Linked DNA regions of Mus musculus: regions 2 and 3 are each linked to region 1. Evidence: chromatin contacts called from public HiCAR-type and promoter capture Hi-C data. All regions are on one chromosome and are shown on one strand. The core of a region is the stretch at or near the end of the contact, and the rest is flanking DNA. Distances in the headings are between cores, read along the strand shown.

The links. Promoter capture Hi-C pulls out the DNA fragments that hold promoters and counts their contacts. HiCAR-type assays count read pairs that join an accessible place to other places.
Region 2: a HiCAR-type map of astrocytes shows a contact between it and region 1, with 4 times the contacts expected there. The contact joins the promoter of Asphd2 here to the promoter of Svop in region 1. A contact is called at or near these places in 1 of 39 promoter capture datasets (the HPC-7 cell line) and 1 of 115 datasets of contacts at active chromatin or transcription factors (astrocytes).
Region 3: a contact with region 1 is called in a promoter capture Hi-C map of pre-B cells, with 4 times the contacts expected there. The contact joins the promoter of Bicdl1 here to the promoter of Svop in region 1.

The regions. Positions count from the first base shown.
Region 1 is chr5:114,089,175-114,094,184 of GRCm38.p6, reverse strand. Svop (SV2 related protein) reads left to right here and starts at 2,805. Exons shown (of 16, transcript NM_026805.1): 1 at 2,805-3,033. The coding sequence starts at 2,999. Gm16108 (predicted gene 16108) reads right to left here. Exons shown (of 3, transcript NR_166617.1): 3 at 4,301-4,748.
Region 2 is chr5:112,392,753-112,397,762 of GRCm38.p6, reverse strand. Asphd2 (aspartate beta-hydroxylase domain containing 2) reads left to right here and starts at 2,990. Exons shown (of 6, transcript NM_001357013.1): 1 at 2,990-3,045; 2 at 3,764-3,978; 3 at 4,180-4,303.
Region 3 is chr5:115,729,645-115,734,654 of GRCm38.p6, reverse strand. Bicdl1 (BICD family like cargo adaptor 1) reads left to right here and starts at 3,034. Exons shown (of 9, transcript NM_001080808.2): 1 at 3,034-3,533. The coding sequence starts at 3,096.

The DNA of each region.
Region 1 (5,010 bases), core at 1,556-4,055:
AACAAGAGAGGTGAAGAACACCCTGGGTATTTGAGACACCCTGCTCTGGACTGTCAAGGTTTTTGTTTGGTTGTTTCTAGTTTTTGTTGTTTCCACTTCATCTAACTTAATTTTTTCATTGTCTGTGTGTCTGTGAGTCTGTGCGTCTGTGCAGATGTGTGTAGAAGAGCATCAGATCCCCTGGAACTAGAGTTACAAGCAGTTGTGAGCCACCTAAAAGTGGGTGCTGGGAACTGAACTCCGGTCCTCTGGAAGAGCAGCAAGTGCTCTTAACCATGGAGCCACCTCTCTCGTCCCTTGGCTTTTATGTTTTTGAGACAAGGTCTCTCTCTGTTGACCTAGCTGGCCTCAAACTCATGGCTAACCTCCTGCCTCAGTCTATCAAGGCTGAGGATCACAGGACTGGTCCGAGGTTCTTAAGTGTGTGCTGTCATTCTGTCTGTATGTATCTATGTCTGTCTGACTGCCTGGATCTCTCAGATTGGTGTCCTTGTACTATATACCAACTCCTTTTCCACTTTGTTAATACTAAAATAAATAAATAAATGAATAAACAGATAAATGAATGAACAAGATGGTTGTGGGGAAGGGACCTTTGCAGGAAATTTGATGATACTGTGAACCCTGAACTTACATTGCTTACTGGTAAAACCTTTCTCTAGTTGTGTGGCTCAGCCTTAGTACACACCTTTAATTCCTCTGTCTGGAATGCAGACACACTCTTAGTGCATACCCAAACAATAAAGGTAAAGTTAGTTTGTAGAAGGAAGCAGACATGCTTGAAAGTGAAGTCTAATTGAGTGGCAGACAAAGTGACGAATCACAGAAAGATTTGACAGAATAGGATATGCCCAACTTTCAGAAGAGATGGACATAGAGGTGACTTAATAGAGAGCAGCTCAGAGAAAAAGGTGAAGAGGCAGCTTTACAGAGACAGGTTGCAGAGAAGACAAGCTAGACACAGGTGGAGACAGAATGAGCCAGAGAATGAGAAGGAGCCAGAAGATTAGAAAAAAAAATCTCTTCCAAAGTTAGTATGAAGCCAAGCTGAGTGTTTCAGGAGAAACCATAAGAAACCAGATCGAATCAATCAGCTTGGAGCGGAGTTTGAGCCAGAACTGCTGAGTGGACCACCCAGCCAGAGTTCAGAAAGAGCTAGAAAGGGTGAGCTTATTCAGCAGCAAGTCTCAGATGCTGAAAACATTTCTAGGTCTAGATTAGATTGAACAGAGACTAGAAGCTTCCAGGACCAGGCCTAGGTTAGCAGACAGGGGCAGTAAACGTCAGAGACAACAATCATTTCTGGCAAATAATAGCTTCTTTTACAGGGGACTGGAGAGATGGTTGAGAGTACTGGCTGCTTTTCCAGAGGACCTGAATTTGGCTCCCAGCATCCACATGGTTGCTCATCACCAGCTGTATCTTCAGCTCTAGGGGATCTAACGCCCTCTTCTGGTCTCTGTAAGTATATGCATGTGCATGAGGCACACATACTATAAGTGCAGTCAAACAGCCATACACATACTATAAATATAAAGGTGGTGGGGGCTGGAGAGATGGCTCAGCAGCTAAGAACACTTGCTGCTCTTCCAGACGGCCTGTATCAGGGGCCTGAAACTCAAAGACTAGGGAATCAAATACCCTCTCCTGGCTTCTAGAGGTACCCTACTCCCCCAACAGGCATGAACATATATACGTACACACACATACACAGAACTTATAAAACATTAGGAAAGAACGTTCCTCTCTTCCTTCTGTCCCTGTGATCCTCCATCCAGTCATGGCTCTTGTCCATGGGAAGCATGGAAGTCACCATCTTGGAAGGTGAATATTTTTCTCCTTTCTCCACTTATTCACACCAGAGCCTGGAGTTCTCTAGGCTTCTGAGGAGCTATTTAAATGTACAGACAGCAGACCCACACCCAGGGGGCTTCATGGTCTTGGATGGAGTCAACTGATTATGCACAACTCTCTCTCTCTCTCTCTCTCTCTCTCTCTCTCTCTCTCTCTCTCTCTCTCCCAACAGCATCTCACCTCGTAGCCCTATCTGGCCCGGATCCCACAGAGATTCACCTGCCTCTGTCTCCAACTGCTGGGGATCCAAGTTGTGTACCACCATGCCTGGCTTGTTTAACTTTTGAGATGTGGTTTGATATGTGCCCCATCTGTCCCCAAGCTTTCTGGTAACCCAGGCAGCCTTTGAACTCACGATCCTCCTGCTTCGCCCTTCCTGTGCCACCACACCCAGGCATGATGGATGTTCACCCAGCATGCTCTTATGTGTCAGGCACATGCCTCTGGGCACTTGAGATGCATTTGAGAAAATTCAAGGAGCTCAAGGGAGGGTGGAGAATCTTCATTCAAAGGGAAGGGCATCAAGGCAGGGACTCTGCTGTTTACTTCTGAATCACAGGCCGCAAAGATCACAACGCTGGCTGAGTAACTGAGTTACCCTTCCGCCTTCTAGCCTTCAGTACCCAACAGGATCCTTTTCTGGGCCCTCAGCTCTGTGATAACAATCTTTTCAAACTGTTCTGCCATCAGCGTGCTACAGTGCCTGGTGGCACCTAATAGGTGCAGTGTAATACGTGGAGTACATTTCCAGAAATCTATACTCCGTTCTAGAGCTTAAGCTTCCGGGACATCAAACGGACATTAATCAATTCGTACAAATACTCAGGGAGGGAGGCTTCTTCTGGACGGTCGGGGTGTCCCGCAGACACCCCAATCAGAGGACCGTGGGCTCCTGGGAGCAGCAGGGCTCGCCCCGCCCCCTCCACCGCGCAGCCCTCCCCTCGTCCTCCGCCCACTCCTGTCGGTCTCCCGGCGGTGGCAGCGGCTGGCTTTGTCTCCCGGGCAGGGCTCCCTCCCCCAGCAGCTAGCTGCCCAGCGAGGAAGCGGTAGAGCTGTCCAGCATCCCGGTGCTGAAAGCCGGAGCACCGGCCCTTGCTCCACCATGTAAGGGTCATGCCCAGGCTCGCCCTGGCGCACCGCGGACATGGAGGAGGATCTGTTCCAGCTCAGGCAGTTGCCGTGAGTACCGCGGGGGGCGAAGGGAGGCTGGCAGGGCGCCCTTTAGAAGAGCAAAGCCTGCAGGGGTGCATCCCCGCACGGCCTCTTGGATTGGAAAATGCTGTTACAGACGGAAGAATTGGGCCTGGAGGAGACAAGCCATTTTCTCAGCCCAGCTTCTGTTTCTCATTCATTTCCCTACCCCCCCCCCCCCAAGATCTGTCAGGACCTTGTGGGAATCCTTAGTTTCTGTGTTTTCCCTTGGAAATCGCTCTCAACCCCGAAGGGGGTTTGAGGTCTAGGCTGTGAGAATGCATTGGATGCTGTTTGGAAATGTGGGCTGAATTGACAAGGGCTGACATCTGTCCCTTTCCAGCCTTTCTCCTATACTATGCAATTCCTGATTTTTCCCCCCTACAAGGTCTTTCGGAAAGGAACGGTGTGAGGTTGCAAACTGCTTTCTAAACAGCACGTATGCTTTCCTAGAGGAGAGGCTGTTTGTGTAGCACGTGAATGAGACGGCTTGTGAGTCCTGGCTTGAGACTCTTGTCTTCTGAATGAAAGGTTGGGGGGGGGGTAGCTAGCTGGAGTATGCTTTGGCTTGGACACACCAGGAATGCATTCCTTTGAGGTTGGAAAATTTCTGGGGATACCTACTTCACTGAGAATCTTGTGGGAACCACAGAGAGGCAGTGGAAAAGACAGAGAGGCCTTCAGAGGTATTTACAGATAGCTTTCCTGCCACAGCAATGGTGTTTTGTTAAAGCAAATTCCAGGATTCCCGTTTTAATTTTTAACTGGCAGGTGGAAGTCAATTCTGCTTGGGTCTGTTGAGAAGGACTGGGTATTGTTAGCATGTGTAACTTTAAAAATGGTGTGCCCCCCCAAACCTCAAGCCACGGAGGAACCCTCTCAAGTGACTTTTAGTGTGACTGGTCTGGCTCTCTGAGACTCTTGAGTGTTTGTGGGGGTTGCCATATTTACTTCTCAATTCGGTCAAATTATTTTTCATTACACAGCTTTCAGGAATTAAAATTGTACTTTTACGCTTCTGTTAATAGATCCATAAATACCCCCCAACTAATGACAGCTTCATTTCACGATGCTAAAGGGTACCCGCTTCTAATACCCCAAAGCAAAAAATATAACTCTCAGAACAGACAGCCCTCCTCAAGGAAATCATGCCACGCTCCCTGAGCTCAAACACTGTGTTCCCAGAGCCCAATGATCACCCCGAATACAAAGGCAACCCACAAACTGAAACAATGTTGCTCAGAATAAGAACACGTACTGGGATGTCAGCTTTTAGTGGAATGAATTTTCACACCCCAGCAGACCATGTGATCATGGCAAAGGACATATGTGCCTTTAGCTTTCCAGAATGTAGGCATCATGACATTACATACTAATTTTTTTTCCATAGCTAAAAGAGACTGAAAACTGGGGAACCAGGGTTTGTCTCATTCACACTCGAAATGAGCACTTGTCTACCATGCACAGGGCCTTGGGTACCATCCGTGGTGTGAAATATACAGAAAGAAATTATGAGACTAGGGAAACTTATATATGTATATATGTAATTAATTGAAGCTAGGTTGAGATGCAGGCCTGCCCTGTAATTCCAGCAATTGAGGGACTGAGTCTGGATAGCTTCTAGGCCAGCCTGAGCCACATGCTGTCTCAAAAACACTCATCATCATCGTCATCACCATTATCATCACCATCACCATCATTATCTGGGGAGGAGGGTACACACTGTTAGTTTCAGCACTCGGGAGGCAGAGACAGACAGATCTCTGTGAGTTCAAAGCCAGCTCTACAAGAACATGTTCCCGGACAGCCATGGGTATACAAAGAGAAATTTTGTCTGGACCCACCTCCCTCAATTCTCTCCATGTTTTATAGATAGAAGAACAGATACTAACCTTGGGAGAGGTTAAATGGCTTACTATCAGAGCAGACTGGCTCTGAGTCAGGCAGACTTGGGTTCAAATCTTG
Region 2 (5,010 bases), core at 1,741-4,240, 1.7 Mb after region 1:
CTGACTTGTGCAGCCATTTTTTCTCTTGGTGAATTTTGTTTTTCTCTCTTTGAAAGCTCACTGCCTTGATTTTTTTTTCTATGTAAAAAATGCAAGGAAAGTTCATGAACATATACCCTACTTTGAAAATGCATCCAGAGCAAGGGATGTTAAACTTTCCTAACTTCCAGCCACTATCAGAAAAATATGTTATGTTGAGACCTGGGTCTCTCTCTTCACGCACGCAGGCACACACACATGCATGCACACATGTGCGCACACACACACATGCACTCATGTACTCTCAGGCATGCACTCACACACATACATGCACACTCAGGCATGCACTTACCCACACACATGTGCACACATGAATACACATGCACACATGCATGCTTAGGCGTGCACACATACATGCATGCACACACACACATGCTCACAGTCATTTTTTTTTCACTTCTACTTTGCTCTGAGTTTTTAGGTGTTGAATTTTGCCAAAATTGTTTTCTATCTATTTATGGTTACAGGGTGAGATGGCTCAGGGCATAAGAGCTTGTGCCACCATCCATGCCTGACAGCCCGAGCTGTAGCCTTGGGCTACAGAGCAAAACTCTATCTAAAAACAAGTTTACTTAGACACTGTAGGAAATGCAGGAGCTCCCTCTGCTCTCCATTCCAAGTCCTTCACACACACATGCACATACACACCACACACACATACATACATACATACTACATAAACATATAAACACACCACACATACATACACTAAACACATACACACACATACATGCACACATATTCATATACACATCACACATACACACACCACACATACATATACACACATGCACACACATACATGCACACATATACACATACATACACACACATACATACATACACACATATACAATACACAAATGCACACATGCACACACATACACACCACACACACAGCATCTGAAGAAAGAAGAAGTTGGGTGGCCTGCAAGCTCATACGGTGGTATAATGATGGGGTGTGCAGCCTGCAGTGGGCTGCAATGGCCGCCCTCAACAAGACAAGAGGGAGGAGAGTACCATGGCAGCTGGGCTAAAGGCAGGCAATTTAGACTCACCGAGTCCTAGTCTCTGCCCTTCTGGTGACATAGTGGCAGTGTGTCCTCGGCTCTCACCCAGAGTTCCCTCTGCAAGTCCTGGACACTCTTTTCTGGCAGAACTCACCTACTAAGGCCGTTAGAAGCTCGACAGAGATTGGAGTGATTATCATCTTCTGAGACTCTCAGCAATTTAAAAGAACTGAAATGGCCAGAGAGGTTAGCAGAGCCGTGTCTGTAATCTGGCCGCCGAACAAATAAACACGCTTAACAAACATGGAACCCTGTAATCACAGTGGTCACAGATAATTACAAGGTTCGTCGACAGGATTAATTCGTAATGCACTGCAGATGGTGTAGTCTGGGAATGGAACGCATACGGAAGACCGTGTGAAAGACGGTGTTCTTTATGCATAAGGGCCGTGGATGAGGCTAAATTTGGGCAACTTGCTAAATGTGAAGCAGGACACGAGCTGCATGCTTTCTCTAGCCACTCAGAGCAGTTACTCAGAAGGAGCAGGGTTGCCTTCAGCCCTCCGTCGTCAGCCCGGGATCGGCAACCGTCCTTAGTGCATTTTACAGGCTCTCAATCTATGTAAGACATATTCATGGTCTGATCATTTGTTCTCGGCCTATGGCACCGATTGTGGAGGCCCTGGAGTTTACAACGGGAGGTGGGTCTGGTTGCAGGAAGTAGGCGGGAGAGGTGGGTTTTGAAGGACAGACTGACCCTGGTTTTGCCCCAATTTCCTGAGCCTAGATCACACGCTTACAAGTGTAGCATCCCTCCATGCGTTTTCTGCCATAACGGACTGAAAACTTTTGACCTGTGAGCCCAGGTGAGCTTTCCCACCTCCATTGGTTTCTGTCAGGTGTCTTGGTGGCGTCCCCGCAAAAGAACCTTGCTGAACCAATGACGCGTTTTGAGTCACTGTATTAAAATAAAAAGTGGTGGTGGGGGGGGGGGGGGATGCTATTCTACTCCTGGAATTGTAACAAGGGCTTAAGGGACTAAGATGGAGACTCCAGGGCATGGAGTGGGTTCTGAGTCAGGAAACAGGGGTCCTGGGTGAAGCAAGTGGGTTCTCTATCACCAACTGTATAAGTGCGAGCTTGGGTGAAGGGCAGGGGGCTTCTGGGACAGACCCGAGGTGATTTTATCCTGGACAAAAATGAGGATTCTAGGCCAGGACAAAGATGCATGCTGGGATTGGAAGCAGTAGGTTCGAGGACAGACACAGATGGGCTGTGGGCTGGCATCCCACCCCACGCTCCCAGAACGCCCATGCACTGTTCCAAGGAGCCCACGCTTCCCTGGGCGCTCGCAGCGCGGTGTCCCTAGGCCAGGCTGAGCAGCCCCTTTCCCTCCAGTGAACTGGGCAGAACTGGCCGTGGCTAGCTAGACTGGGCCTCCCTGTGGGCAGGCGCCAGGTCTGCAACAGCTCCAGTCAGCAGCGCCCAGGCGGGGCCGGGAGCCGCGGATCTTCCAGGCTGTTCCATTTGCAATTTCATCCCACGTGTCCGCGGGGCCTCAGAAGTGTGTGTGGGATTCATCACAGGCAAGAGGGGCGAGGGGAAGGACACCAAGGGGAGGAGATGCGGAAGGGAGGACCGAGCGGAGGGGATGCAGGAGGGAGGGAGGGAGGAACAAAGGCGTCTGATAGGCGAAGCCCCCGGACCTGATGCGCGCACCCGATGCTCGGTGGGGCGGGACGCGCGGAGCCCCCCGCGGGTACGCGCGGCAGATGCATGCGCCGGGGGTCCCGCCCCGCCCCGCCGCCCCCTCCCCGCCGCCAGGCGCGCGCGGCATTGTGGGAGTTGTGGTCCTCGGGGTGGCGGAGCGCAGCGCGGGCGGCACCGGCTCGGCGGGGCTCGCGGCTCCGGCCGGGCGGCGGCTGCGGGCGCGGCAGGGGGCGGCCGCGTCCCTGGGGCAGTGGCGTCGCCCGGGTCCCCGCAGCCGCCCGCGCAGGTAAGCGGGGTCTCCAGGGCTGCGGGGCAGAGGAGGACGATGCTAGGGGCGCCCGCGCCTGCATCCCGGGCCGGCCCAGGGCCCGCGGTCGCCTAGCACCGGCTGCGTGCTGAGTGCCTCTCGAGCTGGACCGCGCAGCGCAGCATCACCCCCACCTTTTCTCCTCCCCCTCTTTCTCTCTTTCCAGCTTCCTCCTTCGCCTTTTCCCCTGATCCCCCATCCTCCTCAGCATCACCCACTTTGACCCACCTCCCTGTCCCGAGAATTGTCACGCGCCCTAAACCTCCTTCCCACTTTTCCAGGTAACCCTCACCTCACCATCTCTTCCCCTGACTACCTGCGTTAACGCATCTTTCTGACCTCTTCTGTCGTACTCTCTCCAGGGCCTGTGACACTGGCGGGAGACTGTGAGGAGGAAGGTCCCTAGAGGGGAGGGCTTGTCTCCGGACAGTTCTCTGCGCCCCCTGGTAGAGAGGATAGCAAGCAACACAGCTACCCCCTATCCTCTCCTGTGGTGTGCTGTACCTTGCGGGGGGGGGGGGGGGTTCGGGGTCGCCTGGCTTCACCTCAGGGTGACCCGGTCTCTTTGTCATCAGAAAGCTTCCTGAGCTGGTCATCTGATCCGGGTTAACTGGGTCAAGTGGAGACTGTCTCCCCAGGCATTCCTCACGTCAGAAGTTATCTTTGATCGGACTTGAATTTGTCCTTTATTCCCCAGAGCCGGCTGATCTTTGAGATCTGAGGTTCGGGGCTGCATGATGCCCGTTCCTGATGGGAACTGATCTGTGAAGAGAGCCAGAAGTGTGTGTGTCTACCTATTATCCTGATGCCACACACTCTACCAAAACCAGAGTTTGTTCTCTTGTCACAAATCAGCTCTGGACTTGTGTGTCCCTCCCTGGGCGAAGGGGCCGCCAGCCTCCTGGAACTCAAGTGAGTGGCAGGTCCCAGCTCCTTCTCTTAGTGCTGGATTTGGTCATGTGGAGAGGTTAGGCTCTCTCCTTGCTGAATGTTTACTGCTCTGTCTAAGGGAGGGCTCTTGTTTGCTTTGTCCGGAGCAAGCAAGGCTGTTCTGAGGAGGGGAAGGGCTGGCAGTGGAGAGGTATCCTATCCATCTGCTTTTGACATGAGCAGGTTGGTGGGAACTCGGTTTCTTGAGTCAGTTATTACCACTGACTGGGGCTCAGGACATCCGAAGAAACCTGGCTGATGAAAGCAGTTTTGGAGTTACAGTTTCCTCAGAGTCTATGAACACCAGGTGAGAGTCTCACATAGAATCTTGGGAACCCTGGGCTTTCTCAAAGAGCAGGTGCCAAAAAAGGCACCTTTCTGGGGCTTTTCCCCTTTTTCCTAAAGAGGAAACCGTCAGGGCTGATGGTATCACCCATGGAGGAGGGTGGGTGTTAAGCTTAACACCGGCTCAGCAGCTCGAGAAGAAGCTGACTTCTCCTCTCCCTGTTCCTGTACTTTTCCTAGAAGCCTAAGAGTTCCATGAATATTCAGTGTGCGTGTTTTTGACTTCCTAAACATTATAGTCAAGTGATGCTTTATTCAGCCGACACCAGGATGGTGCCAGTAGGTGAGGCATGAGCACCAGCAGTTTTCCTTGACTCCAGGAGTGGACATCACTCTCAGTCAGGTTGCTTCGGCTTTGCCTTCTGCTTGGGGTGGGAGCCTTGGGACACCCTCCACCTTTGGTTTGCCTGTTGATCACACATCATGGATTTATTGTGACATTATCCCCAGCCAGCTGATAGATGAAAACACTGGACCTTTGAGAGTGGAAGTGCCCTGCAGAGGCAGGTGTGCACACCTGGTCTAGCCTGTGTCTAGTTAGGCTGTGTAACTTCTCTGCTATGCTGCATACTTCCAAGACCTGGCTGGTCCAGGCGGTGGGGGACATGTCTTGTTATTGTCTCCTTTCTCTCCAAGGAGAGGAGGGAGGAGCACTAAAGTGCTCCCAGT
Region 3 (5,010 bases), core at 1,785-4,284, 1.6 Mb before region 1:
CTGGAACTCACTGTGTAAACCAGACTGGCCTCAATCTCAGAAATCCACTTGCCTCTGACTTCTAAGTGCTAGGACTATACAGTGTGGCACCATTAATTTTTTTTTAATTTGGAGATATATCATGGTTATTCATAAAGTACATTTTAACACATGCTTATTAGGAGTATTTTAAATATGAGATATTTAGAAATTTTTCTACCTTTAATGTCTGATATGGCAAATATCAATACCTAAACCCATGCTAAACAATGTTTTTTAATGTCTTCAATAATTTTCAGAGTGTTAAGTGATTCTGAGACCAACTTAAGGAGCACTATTCTGAATAGTTCATATTTAACACGATTTTTTTGGACATTCATTGAAACATACTACTCATGGCCAATGAAATGAATACTATCTGGGTGCACACTTAATCTTAACACTCTAGACGTGGAGACAGAAGGATCCGGAGTGCAAATTCACCTTCAGGTTCAGAGTAAGTTTAACACCTAGCAGGGATACATCGTGAATAGATAACCCTTAAAAAGTTCATAGCAACAACTAAGCCTAATAGATAGAGACCAATGAGTTCAAGGCCAGCAAGCCACTCTTTTCTAGGCGTCTGTCTGTGTTAAAGAAAAGCATATAGCACAAGCTCTCTTTAATTAGGGAATCCTGTTCTCCATTTCCGTCTCTCTATAGATTAGGGAGAGATTTGTCCTTCCGTGCTTCAATCATGACAAAGGGGAGTTTCATCTGCAGTCCACCAAGACCCACCAATTCTGACCAAGGTATGTGTGGCAGGGCATAATAAAATGTGCTGGTATAGTCCCTTGCTTCAATGGTACTGCGCCTGAGTGCCTATTTTAGCTCTAAGATCTGACGTGATAACACTTCACCTGTCTTTCCCCCCAAGCCAGCCCCGAGGCTGGAGAACTTTTGGATTCTTGCCTTGGGTCCTGGAGTGGATTGTCATACAAGGTAATTGTTTAGGCTCTGAATTTAATAAAAAAAAACAAACAAAAACTCAAAGAGAAACGTCTCAACTTCTGGGTGTCCTAAAATTTCCATTTCACCAGGATAAAAAGAGGTAAAGTATGACCTCACTTTAAAAAAAAGAGGTTGTGGCTAAACAGGAAAAGCAAACAATAAAGACCAGTTCTGGCTCCCGAAATACCACCTCGATCAAAGAAAGAAGAGACCCGCAGTCACCCTGTAGCGTCATTCTTTCCTCATCGCAGGAAAGTGTACTGAGTCGACCCATCGTCTTTGTAAATCACTGCTTATCTTCCCCCAGATGGGGGTCACATGTTAAGAAAGAATAATAATTTAATGGGAATCCCAGAGTCAGCCTGGCAGAACCCAAGTCTAGAGTCTGAGTTTCTTCCCATGTATAAACAGCAAGAAGGACAACACCTTATAAAACCCTTGTGAGATTAAGATAACGCATATAAAACTAACAAAGAAAAAGCTGGACATGGCTCAGGTAGTTATTACTGGGGAATGTCTGTGCTTTGTATCCCCCATCTAGAAGCAGGATTTTTGTTTTCTCCCGTTATTTCTCCACAAACCCTTTTCTCTCATATCCCTGAGTCATCAGTATGAAGATGCTGGGTTCTCCAAGTCATTCCTCCGCCTCCTTTTCTCGAGGGCTCCCTCTCCCGACTGCTTAGCTCTTGCAGGGGTTCAGATAGAAATCCCGCACTGCAAATGGCTCTCCGCCTGGCTCCCTGACTCACATAATTGTCCGCAGCCCCCTCGGACCACAGACCAGCTAGGATACCCCACCACAAGACCCAATCCAAATGGGGCTCCCGCCAGCTCCCCAAACCGAAGAGAGGCTGCGGGCTGGGGCCGCGGAGGCGAGGAAGAGGACGCGTGCCGCTGCAGAGCGCCATCAGGGGTGAGAGCGTGGGAGTCTGGAGGAGGAGGAGGCCACACCCAGAGGTGCGAGCGCGGGGGGCGTGGCCCCGGCGAAAACGAGGCAGGGGGCGTGGCCGAGCGCCAAGCTGAGGAGGAGTCGGAGAAGTGGTGGACGTAGAGCCGCACCCTTAGGTGAGCGCGCAGGGGGCGTGGCCACACCTAGAGCTGGGAACGAGGCTGAGGGCGTGGCTCCAGGCCGGGGGCGTGGCCGTCCCCACCCCCCCCCCCCACACACACACACGGGAGGGAGAGGCTCCGGCCTTTCAGGACGCGCTGAGCTTCCCCACGGGCGGCGCGCGCATCCGTCCCCGCGTCGCGTGAGGCCACGTCCGGGTTAGGCGGGCGCCACCTGGGCGCGGCCGAGGCGAGCGGAGCGTCGGCGAATCCCGCGCGGGCGCGGCGGCGAACAGGTGCCCGCGCGCGTCAGGCGCCGGCCCCCGGGGCGGGGAAGAGGGGCGCGGCCGGAAGCGCGGGGCGGGCGGGCGGAGGAGCGAGCCCGGCGGGCGAGCCGGGCGGGTTCCTCGGCCGGGTGAGCTGCGGGGCCGGGCAGGCAAGAAGGAAGGACTGCTCCGGGGCTGTGCGGCCAACGATGTCGAGCCGCCGCCTCGGCCCCTGCAGCAGCAGCAGCCGCCGTCGCCGCCGCTGCTGCCGCCGAGCCGGGGGACATGGAGCGCGGCTGCAAGGAGCGGCCGACGGCAGCAGCAGCAACGAGCGACGCAGCGACAGCGGAGCGCAGCCCTCCCCGTGAGGCGCCGGCCGGCCGGCGGCGGCGGCGACGGCGGCAGCAGAAGCAGCAGCGGCAGCAACAGGGCGGCTGAACCCCGGCCGCGGCGGCGATCCTTAGCGCGGCTTCTCCTCCCGCTCCGCACCCCGCCACCCCTCTTCAATCTCCCCTTCTGCCGCTCTTGCCCACCCCCGTCGTCCGCGTCCCGGGCGCGCGCCAGCAGCTGAGCCCCCCGGGGGCGGGGGCGCGTGTCGCCGGCGCGGGGGAGGGGCCGCCCGCCTGCCCGCCCGCGCGCGCCGCGCCCAGGGCTCGCGGGGACCCGGGGGGCGCGTGCCGCGGCGCAAGGCGAGGCGAAGCGCGGGGCGGCGCGGCGGGGCCCCTCCCCCGCCATCCCCATCCCCACCCCCCGCCTTGCAGCCTGGCGCGCGCCGGCCGGGCCGCACCGCTGCGGGCTCGGCGCGCGCGGGCCATGTCCGCCTTCTGCCTGGGCTTGGCCGGCCGAGCTTCAGCACCCGCCGAGCCGGACAGCGCCTGCTGCATGGAGCTGCCCGCTGGGGCCGGGGACGCAGTCCGGAGTCCCGCCACTGCTGCCGCCCTCGTCTCCTTCCCCGGAGGTCCCGGGGAACTGGAACTGGCCTTAGAGGAGGAGCTGGCGTTGCTGGCGGCCGGGGAGCGGTCGTCCGAGCCCGGCGAGCATCCTCAGGCGGAGCCGGAGTCTCCGGTTGAGGGGCACGGGCCGCCGCTGCCGCCGCCGCCTACCCAGGATCCCGAGCTGCTGTCGGTGATCCGCCAGAAGGAGAAGGATCTGGTGTTGGCGGCCCGACTAGGCAAGGCGCTGCTCGAGAGGAACCAGGACATGAGCCGGCAGTACGAGCAGATGCACAAGGAGCTGACGGACAAGCTAGAGGTGAGGACCTTCCGGCGGCATGGGTGGGGAGCTGGGGTGCCTGCCTGTCCTCCCCGTTTCCGTGCCTAGTCTACCTCGAAGAAGATCATCGAGAACGGGGAGGCAGGAGGGATAGTTTTCACCAGCATCAGCGCGTTCGTTGAGCCCACCTGCCTTTCCCACCCAGCTCGGATGTGAGTCCGTGCACGTCTCTCACCGTTGTGGGCCGTTCTATATATGTATTGTACACAGAGTCTAAAATAGAGCTTACAGTATGACTAATTTATACAGCACCAAGGCGATATCTGCACACAGAAATGAGAACATCGAGAAGCATTTAAAATATGCTTCAGGTGTTCGGAGAAGCAGTTAATCTCTAATCAGGGTGTTAGCCCAGAGCTTTCCAGTCCGGGCATTAAGGCCTCTGGATGCCCTTGTCTTAACTTTCTGGCAGAGAGTTGTGGGGAACAAGTGCCTCGAAAGGAGCTTTATATAGCTTTCAAATGCTTAGGGATTAGGGGATGTGGTTCCATTGCAGAAATCAGAGAAGGCAGGGCTCATCATGTGATTAGTTTGGGCTTCAGTAGCTATGTGTGTCTCAGTAGTACTTTCCTGTGTCCTGGGTCTTAGCATGTATGTTACTTTTAACCACTACTAAAAACATTTCCCCTCACCCACCCCTGTGGGAGGGTCGTTTCCTGGCAAAATGGTTCAGTGGGTAAGGTCACTTGCCCCAATTGGTTCCTCAGAACCCATGTGGGATGTCACTAGCAACGTGTCCTCCGGCCTACACACACACCCCAGTTAATAAATAATCCTAAGTACGTTTTCAAATGAGTAATATTTCTGTTAATTCCATGCAACAACATCGTCTACAACTGTGTTTATTGGGATTTTGCTCTTAAGCAGAAAGAGTCTTGAATGGTAACTGAGGGTACCTAGAAAAAGATAGCCATTCCAAAGTGGTAGGTTTTCAAAATAAAAAGGAGAGCAGGCTCGAGCTGTGGAAACAGCCAGGCTTTTCTGGCCCTCTGCGTTCAGCACTGTTACCCATTTTTCTTGGACTAGTTCTCCTCGTTCTCATTACGAGAACATCATAGTACAGATGTGACCAGGCCCGAAACTAGCCCTCTGTCAGGTTCTCCTCCACTGCTTCTGTTTGGTCAGAATGTGAGTGGACAAACACTTCTGCCGTGGGATTGATGTGCGTCTAGAGTCTAGTCACCTATCGAAAGTTAAATCAGAAGAAAGGAAACCAGTGAGCGGCCTGTGTTTCAGCCGGGCCCGTTATCGAGGCCTGCCGGTCGATGGACTCCTGATACATGGCTTGAAAAGTTGTCTGTGAAACCTGGGCCCGGACAGCCAGAGTACAACAGAGCTACCTTAATGAATTGACTTGTTTAGTCTCCACTTGAAGTAGAGGTCTGGAAATACAAGGGTGTCCCTTTCTTTCCAAATCAATTCGGTTACATGACACTGTAAAGTAGTGACTACCCCG